Regions from separate parts of the Mus musculus genome. Here region 1 is linked to region 2. Evidence: chromatin contacts called from public HiChIP or PLAC-seq data. All regions are on one chromosome and are shown on one strand. The core of a region is the stretch at or near the end of the contact, and the rest is flanking DNA. Distances in the headings are between cores, read along the strand shown. Region 1 overlaps Tfap2a (transcription factor AP-2, alpha). Region 2 has its middle 77 kb from the start of Gm26688.

The links. HiChIP or PLAC-seq counts read pairs in DNA pulled down with a chosen protein or histone mark.
Region 1: an H3K27ac HiChIP or PLAC-seq map of embryonic stem cells shows a contact between it and region 2, with 16 read pairs. The contact joins two enhancer-like sites. A contact is called at or near these places in 7 of 484 Hi-C or Micro-C datasets (the AML12 cell line, cerebral cortex, embryonic stem cells and 3 more), 7 of 115 datasets of contacts at active chromatin or transcription factors (all in embryonic stem cells) and 1 of 9 other capture datasets (adipose tissue).

The regions. Positions count from the first base shown.
Region 1 is chr13:40,715,619-40,719,641 of GRCm38.p6, forward strand. Tfap2a (transcription factor AP-2, alpha) reads right to left here. Exons shown (of 7, transcript NM_011547.5): 6 at 3,574-3,715; 7 at 1-1,785. The coding sequence ends at 1,497. Among named protein-coding and RNA genes, the nearest start is that of Gm26688, 10 kb to the right of the region's middle. Within about 2 kb of position 1,938, at least 15 of the 459 cell types and tissues checked have an H3K27ac peak or open chromatin away from gene starts, as enhancers often do. A contact at or near this core is called in embryonic stem cells, where this site is marked.
Region 2 is chr13:40,648,453-40,652,175 of GRCm38.p6, forward strand. No RefSeq gene overlaps it. Among named protein-coding and RNA genes, the nearest start is that of Gm26688, 77 kb to the right of the region's middle. Within about 2 kb of position 1,514, at least 26 of the 459 cell types and tissues checked have an H3K27ac peak or open chromatin away from gene starts, as enhancers often do. A contact at or near this core is called in embryonic stem cells, where this site is marked.

The DNA of each region.
Region 1 (4,023 bases), core at 688-3,187, 68 kb after region 2:
AACAAAAATACGCCTGGGTAAAGACAGCCACTGAATAAAAAAAAAAATCGACATAAAGCGTATCAAATATTTATTTATCTGGGCAACAAAGGACTATGATACATTGACAGGCATAGAGGCTCCTGCCAGAGCAACTCAACACAGTGCAGCTAGGACTGCTTCCAATGTGGCCAGCGAAGACAAGGAAGCCCAGGTGGTCCCAAATGTTTAAAGATGAACAAAGAGAGGCAGAGAGAGAGAGACAGAGAAAGAGAGAGAGAAAGGCAGAGAGAGAGAGAGAGAGAGAGAGAGAAGAGAAGAGAAGAGAAGAGAAGAGAAGAGAAGAGAAGAGAAGAGAAGAGAAGAGAAATCCCTAACCCTTGGTTTAAAGACAATATTCATTTATTGCTCGAAGGATGCTTTTAAGGGAGGACAGTGAACTCAAATAAACTTTATTTTTCTCCCCATGATACCATAGAAGGATTATCAAATCACTCCAGTTTAAGAAATTTTTTTCCAATCTCCCAATATCACTGATTTTTTTCCTGTCAGTTCAATGAAAAGCTAAATGTAATACTAATTATATATAAATTTTTATTTTACCTTAAAAATGTTTTTGTTCAGCTGTTTCATTATAATCGTTTAACATGCTACCACGGGGCTAAATCCATGAATTGGAGAAAAGGGGTGGGGAGGGGGAGTCTTACCCAAACCTTGGATTTCTAAGTAAAACCACATGAAGAACTAACAGGGAGGATCCAAAGCCCACTAAACAGGAGGTAAACGAGATCACCAGATAAATAAAAAAAGGTTTAAAACAGACTCACCATATTTACAAATCCCATTAAATTACACATAAATAAATATATACAGAGACGTGAACACTGATTCCCTTATAGAATTGTGGATTGTGTCATCAGAGGAAGTTCAAGTGGGTGGTTGTACCTTGCAGAAGACAACTTCTACAACTGAAGACAGGACATAGAACTTCTGTATTTGTGTTCAAGTTTATTCACAATACTGATAAAAAATGTCATTATCCTCTTTGCCTTTTTTTTTAAAAGTATGGCTACAATCTGAAGTACGCAAGGGAAGGCGATGAGTTAGTCCCATGAAGCTCATATACTTTTTAAATTTTTTAACGTCCTTTTTAAAAAAAAAAAGTTTTAATGTTTGTTGTCGATTTGATTAAAAAAAAAAAAGGTTCACAAACGCGACAGAACTTTTCTTTGCTGGCTTCACGACCTGTTCTGTTCTCTTAGGCTCCACACGAGGGTAAAGGGGGTGTTGGTACTGATGGGGAAGTTGAGGCAAGGCGCTGAGTAGGCAGCGGCTGCCCCACTGGCAGTCGAGAGAGCAATCCGGAGGACTCCGGGGACGAAGGGCGGCGCGGCAACGCAGAGTAGCAGCAGCAGTAGGAGTGGCTGGTCCCGGAGCTGTCACCTGCCGGGTGGGGGAGGGGCGAGTGGGGGGACGCGGGCCGGTGAGGCGGGCGGGGGCGGGGCGGGAGGAGAGCCTCACTTTCTGTGTTTCTCTTCTTTGTCACTGCTTTTGGCGCTGTTGTCCGTGTGGCTGTTGGGGTTGTTGCTGAGGTACATTTTGTCCATGGCCTTGAGGGCCTCGGTGAGATAGTTCTGCAGGGCCGTAACCGCTGCACACACCGCCGGGCTGCCGAAGCCATGGGAGATGAGGTTGAAGTGGGTCAAGCAACTCTGGATGCCAGGCTCCAGGATAGGATTGGGCCGCGAGTTCCCCAGGGGAGATCGGTCCTGAGCCAGCAGGTCAGTGAACTCTTTGCAGATCTGTCTGCAGTGGAACAGAGACAGAAGTGAAAGCTCCCATCAGGCCTTAGTGGTAGTGAGAAACCATCGCTCCCTGAAGTTACCTCAGCCATCCAGCCCACCTTCCCCCACTCAGGACTCAAGGCCAGTCACTCAGAATAACAAAGCCTGTCACTTCTAAACCAACACTCCTCCCTTAAATGAATACCCTTCCTACTTCAAAAAGACCTCCCCTTCTCTCCCCACCTCCAACCCTCAGCCCTGACAAACTTCTGCCTACACCTTTCTCACAGCAAACACCCTGAACACAGGAAAGCATTTCACAGGCAAAGAAAAGTTACACCGGAAGTGAAAAACACAAGTATCCCTCTTCAGTATTCTAGAAATGCCAGGCTTGTTCTTCAAAATATCACCAGAGCCTGCTCCCCACATCCCTAAAGGAACCACAATAAAAGCTGGTGGAATGGGGTCTCCTCTCATTCACCTTCAAACCAGATGAGACTTGAATTTAGGCAGAAAGGCAAACTTTGCTTTTTCAAAACAACAGCAGGCCCCGGGGAGAGAACTCACACTTGACCACACCACACACACACACACACACACACACACACACACACACACACAAGGATCTGCCTTTGGATGCTCAGAATTTATGTAAGAATCTAGCTTGGAGGCTTATGTCTTTAACCCCAGCGCTGGATCAGAGAGATAGTGGGATCTCTCTGATTTGCTGGGCAGCCATTTTAGTCCAAATAGTGAGCTCTGGGGTCAGTGACAGACTGTCTCTAAGACTAAAGTGGGGAGCCATAGAGAGAGCTACCTCAGCACACAGGAAGTTTGTCTGGTCCTGGAAGCCAGCAGTAGCAGAGGCCTTCCTGAGGTTGCTACAGCCCATGGAGGGAGGGTGTGTGTGTGTGTGTGTGTGTGTGTGTGTGTGTGTGTGTGTGTGTGTGTATAAGCCTATCACTAGGCCAGAAACTGTCCCACACAAGGCCTCTCTCTGCCTCTTAACTCTCTGCTGCGGTGCCCTTCGGTGACACCAGCTTTTGATAATTGAGGACTTCTAAACAAGCCTTTTAATTTCCAGCAAACATATCAAGACAGTCATTTTTCTTTTCAACCTAGAGAAGTCAATTCAGCCCAGGCACTTTGGGAATATAACTTGGGCCATCTTGAAACCCTGAGATGATAGCTTGCCAGTTAACTAAAACTTACAGAGTTACATAGTATACATAGTATAGTATAACTATGTAACTCTGTCTCTGAGTCTCTCTCTCTCTCTCTCTCTCTCTCTCTCTCTCTGTGTGTGTGTGTGTGTGTGTGTGTGTGTGTGTAAGAGAGAGAGAGGATAGAAACTGGGATTAGAGGTAAGAGTAGAGCTGTTGCTGGACGGCACATTTTGTAGGCCGAGTTAGCCTCTGCCTTTCAGAACACAGTGATAGAGAGAAAACCCAGGCAAGCCTAGTTGGTAGCCCTGTGAGGATTTGATTCTGACTTTTTCTGAAGCAACACAAATCCATACTCTTTCAGTGAAACCCCCGGCTGCAAACCACACACATCCACATTCATTTAAAAGTCAACACAGAAAGAGACAGACTTTAGGAAGAACACAGAAAACACAGGGACAATCCCACTCTGGTTCCTTTGTGACACAGACTGCGCTCACTTCGACACTGGTGCCCTGATTTCAGTATTCACAGCAAAGCCGATCAACAAGAAAGGAAGATGGGGGTGGGGGGTGGGGGGAGCAGGAGCTAATTTCTGTTTCTTTTGACAGTGAACAGCCCAGACCCTGCAGAGGTAAATGCCTTACTTTGTGGCCAGGAGCATGTTTTTTCTTGCCACTTGCTCATTGGGATCGGAATGTTGTCGGTTGAGAAATTCTGCTACTGCTTTGGCAGGAAATTCAGTTTCGCACACGTACCCAAAGTCCCTGGCTAGGTGGACGGCTTCTCCTGGCAAGAGGTGGAGGAGGGAAGTGAGGGCCAGAGAACCACGGACTTGGGATCAAAGTTTCCCCTCCACACCCAACTCCCTAAACTTTCTTCACCAAAAGTTGGAAGGAACAGAAACCACTTGTTTCCTTTCTTTAGACTTTTCTTCTTCTCTGTGCGATCCAGAGAGCAAACTCAGCAGTGCCTAGCTGGCTTACAAGGCCAAGAGGGTTTGAAAATGTTAATCTCGCCCATCCCCACCCCCACCCCCATCCCCGACTGCAGTTTCCTCGACTTCTGTTTGAAAATGGCTGCCCTGTTCCACCCTC
Region 2 (3,723 bases), core at 264-2,763:
TTGTGTGTGTGTGTGTGTGTGTGTGTGTGTGTGAGTTCAAATGCACACATGCATATAGGTGCATGCTCTGATCAACCTTGTTTGAAACAGAAGATTAAAACCATCAAGGAATTAACAAACATCTGAGATCATACAGATCTTCGTACTTTGGTTAAGCTCCGGATGAAAATAATCACACTTCTTGAGGCTTCTACAATACCTTTTCCTTCCTCCAAGACTGCCTTTACACCTGCCGGCTTGCCCACGCACGGCCTCCTGGGAGCATCAAGCCCCTCTAAGCATTCCTTAGCCATGGTTCTGGAGACACATCTTAAAGCTTACATTCTCTGAATCCCTATGACCAGGGTGGCTTCAGTAGAATCTGAGATCTGTGTACACTGTCATTAATTTCACTATGAGGTAAATAATATCTGGGTTTCTGAAAAGTCTCCTCTTTGTTGTTGTTGTTGTTGCTGCTGCTGCTGTTAAAGTTAAAGTACATGAAAACAGAAGCAAATATCAACATTTTTGGAAAACATCTGTTTCCCCAAGCTCCCAGCTTGGTGCTTCGTGCTCCACTAAGGTATCTGACACATATTCTGCTTCCTTAGACATGAACGTAAGCTTGACTTTTCTTGAAGGCACTGGAAAGGTACATTGGTAAAGTCTGCCTTGCTGAAATTCAACTTTTCCCCCTTCTGCCTCAGATAGAAGCGACGTGCCTGGGACCATCGAGGTTAAAGATTTCCAGGTGGGCTCGCTACAAGAGCTCTCCTACCAAAATCCAGACAGATCCAGCTTCCCTGCCTTTGGATGCTTCTTAGAATGGCCTGGCCACACCCACCTGATAGCATCTCAGCTACTCCCTTTAAGGACAACAGGGTAATCATTTCTGTTAAATGCTTCTTTTCCAATACAGTAAATGTTACTCACTGTGCCAGAATGTAAGCACAGGAGAGGTAGGCTGTTTATCCATACCCAAAGATAAATATGTCCTAGCAAATGTCCCTGCCACAGTCACCTGGTCTGAAGGCAAAGCTGCCAGCCAGGAGAGGGACCTTGTTTTATGAAGGGTGTGTCTGTGGTGCTTTCTGGCCTCGGGCTTTTTGCAAGGGTACACTCTATTGTCAGGCAGAATCAACAACTAACTGCCCCGCCAGGAATCTCTTCCACCATTCTTGACACCTAAGCAGAAATTCTTCTCTATAGAAACAAAAGCAGAAATAGTCTGGGGGTGGGGAGGGGAGTAGGAAATGATGGTGGTGAGATTAAAAAACCTTTCTATCAGGGAAGGTCTCTTTCCCCCTTCATTTTGTATAAGGACACTGACTCCCCAGCCTGCTGGCTCAGCCACCCTGAATGTATAGCTGCCTCTTGTGCCCCAGGGCCAAAGCTGATTTCTTTACTAGAGATGCAATCAGCTCTAACCAATCAGTAGGAAGGGTTAATCAGCTGATCGATTGCTCCCTGAGCAGCTCGGACCTGGCTCCTCTCTGACTGGCTCTAACCTGGCCTTGGGGCAAGAGGTTGGGAACTTTTAATTATCCACTGCAGCTACCGCTCTGATTGAATGGTCAGTGGGTTTACTACTGAGGCGGCCCTGCTTGAATAATAATAGAAAACAATGTGAACTCTGGCGAGTGCAAACAGAGGCCCCCAAAAAGGCACTTGCAGACGGGGAGAATGCACTGTTAAGACAAGTTAATTGCCTGACAGAAACCAAATTTCAAAGGTCTGGAAGACGTTTTTGTCCGAGAGGGGTAGAGGCTTGGGGGACAGAGCGAGCAGCAAAATGGCATTTTCTTTTCTCCTCTCTGGGCTGTGACCAGCTCTGGCTACACGCTGATGCCCCAGGACAAAGGGTAACTTGCTCACCCTGGTGGCTAAAAACTGATCCTTGGAAGAAATTTGTGTTTTGACATTTTCAGGCACTGTCAGGGTTTAATTGTTTTTTCATCAGGAACTTCCTTGAAACGAAAGAATCATAATAATCCGCTAGCTTTAGAATGGGGGATGTTCAAAGAGAAGAGAGAGTGAAGCAAGGCAAGTAAGTGTGTGTGTGTGTGTGTGTGTGTGTGTGCTTATTAAAAGCCCCACTCTACACTTTATAGTGTACAGGCCTATCCACTTGACATTCCCCAAATAGAATAAACCATTTGCTAGAGGAAACTCACTAGAATATTCTGATCTTTGAGTTCCCTGACCTCAAAGCTTGCTGCTGCTACTGGCCTCTTCCCTCGAATAATAAGACAGCTAGTGTCTCAAAATCGAAACATATCTTTGTTCAAGTCCTGTTTCTAAGAAGCAGACATGACCAAAGGGGCAAAATAACCACATGTCCACTCCATGTGCAGGAAGGGAGGTTTGCAAAAGATGGGAGGGATTCCAGAGAGATGCCGAAAGGGATGTTTGGGTTCAATCTTTAAAAAAATTAAAATAAAAAAGCAAAAAGCAAAAATGAAGTAAAGAGCAAAAGACTGCTTTGGCACAGTTTGGACGGGTGTGAGAAGAAAAGGTCATCTTGAACCCCTTTGGAAGGCATCAGTTAAAATCTCAGTCAAGACCCTCAAATTGTCCAAGATCAGAAGTCATCCCATTTCAGCAGATTCCATGTTAAAATTTTGCCTTTCTCCAGTGATCTCATATAAACACGAGTGTTCATCAGGCGCGCCGGAGTCATTACTATTTATATTACCATACCCCGGCTGTGTGCAGTCAATTCATAAGCGTCCAGTTTTTCTAATTAATCACAAAAGATTTTTGTTTTGCCTGCAGCTAGTTCTGGGGTGACTCACGATGGCAAGCCAAAGCTCATACATCAAACACTGGCCCTTTCTCACTCTGGCCTTCTGCTCGGGAATGCAGTTCGGTGCTTCACCACCAAAAAAGGTGCAGACTGGGCATGCGCGGCCCCGGGCAGAGAAGACGCTTGCAGATCTGTCCTCTGCTGCGCCCGCCACTTGTTATTTTTATCTGATGCGTTCTCAGGCCAAATCAGATCCAGAGAGTGCAGCAAGGTTTCTAAATTCAGAGCTCTGCTGTTCTGTCTCCCTTTTTCCTCCTCTTCTGACATCCTGTTTTATCAAATCGGCCCAAGACCACAGCATTTCCAACAGAAGGACAGAGAACTATTTATTTTCATAGTCTTCAATCCTTTCAATGGTGGCCTTTTGTGAAGAGAATTTAAAAAAATAAAAAACAATGTCACCAAGAAATGGAGAAAATGCAAGATTCTGAATTTTCTCTTGCCAAATCCAGGTCATGATGGGCAGTAAGAATATCTATGCTGTGTGCAGTGGTTCTCACTCAAAGAATCCACGGTGAATTGTGGGTAGGTGACAGATGGAAAGGAGTCTCTGAAGATACCTTCTTCCTCCAGGATTGGGCCGGCGGAGGGGGGTGGTCAGAGCTACAGCTGGTTTGAGTCGGGACAGCCATGTACATCTTACACAAATGAACACAGAGCCACCAGTGGAAAGAGGCCGCCACTGTCTTGTGTATAATGCATTGCGTGAGATGAAATTCTGTTAAGATCAACCCAAGTGGAAGACTTGTACTGATCATGTTCTGTCTGGGTTGGCACTGGCCTCCTCGTGGAGAAAGTCCGGTAGTTCTCCAAATCTTCGGGATACTCTAGAGATGTCTGGCAACTTCTAGAAACTGATGCTACATACAGCCAGCCTTCAATAGCCATGGAAGCCACACTCATGGATTCAGCCAACTGCAGAAAAAAAAAAAGTATTC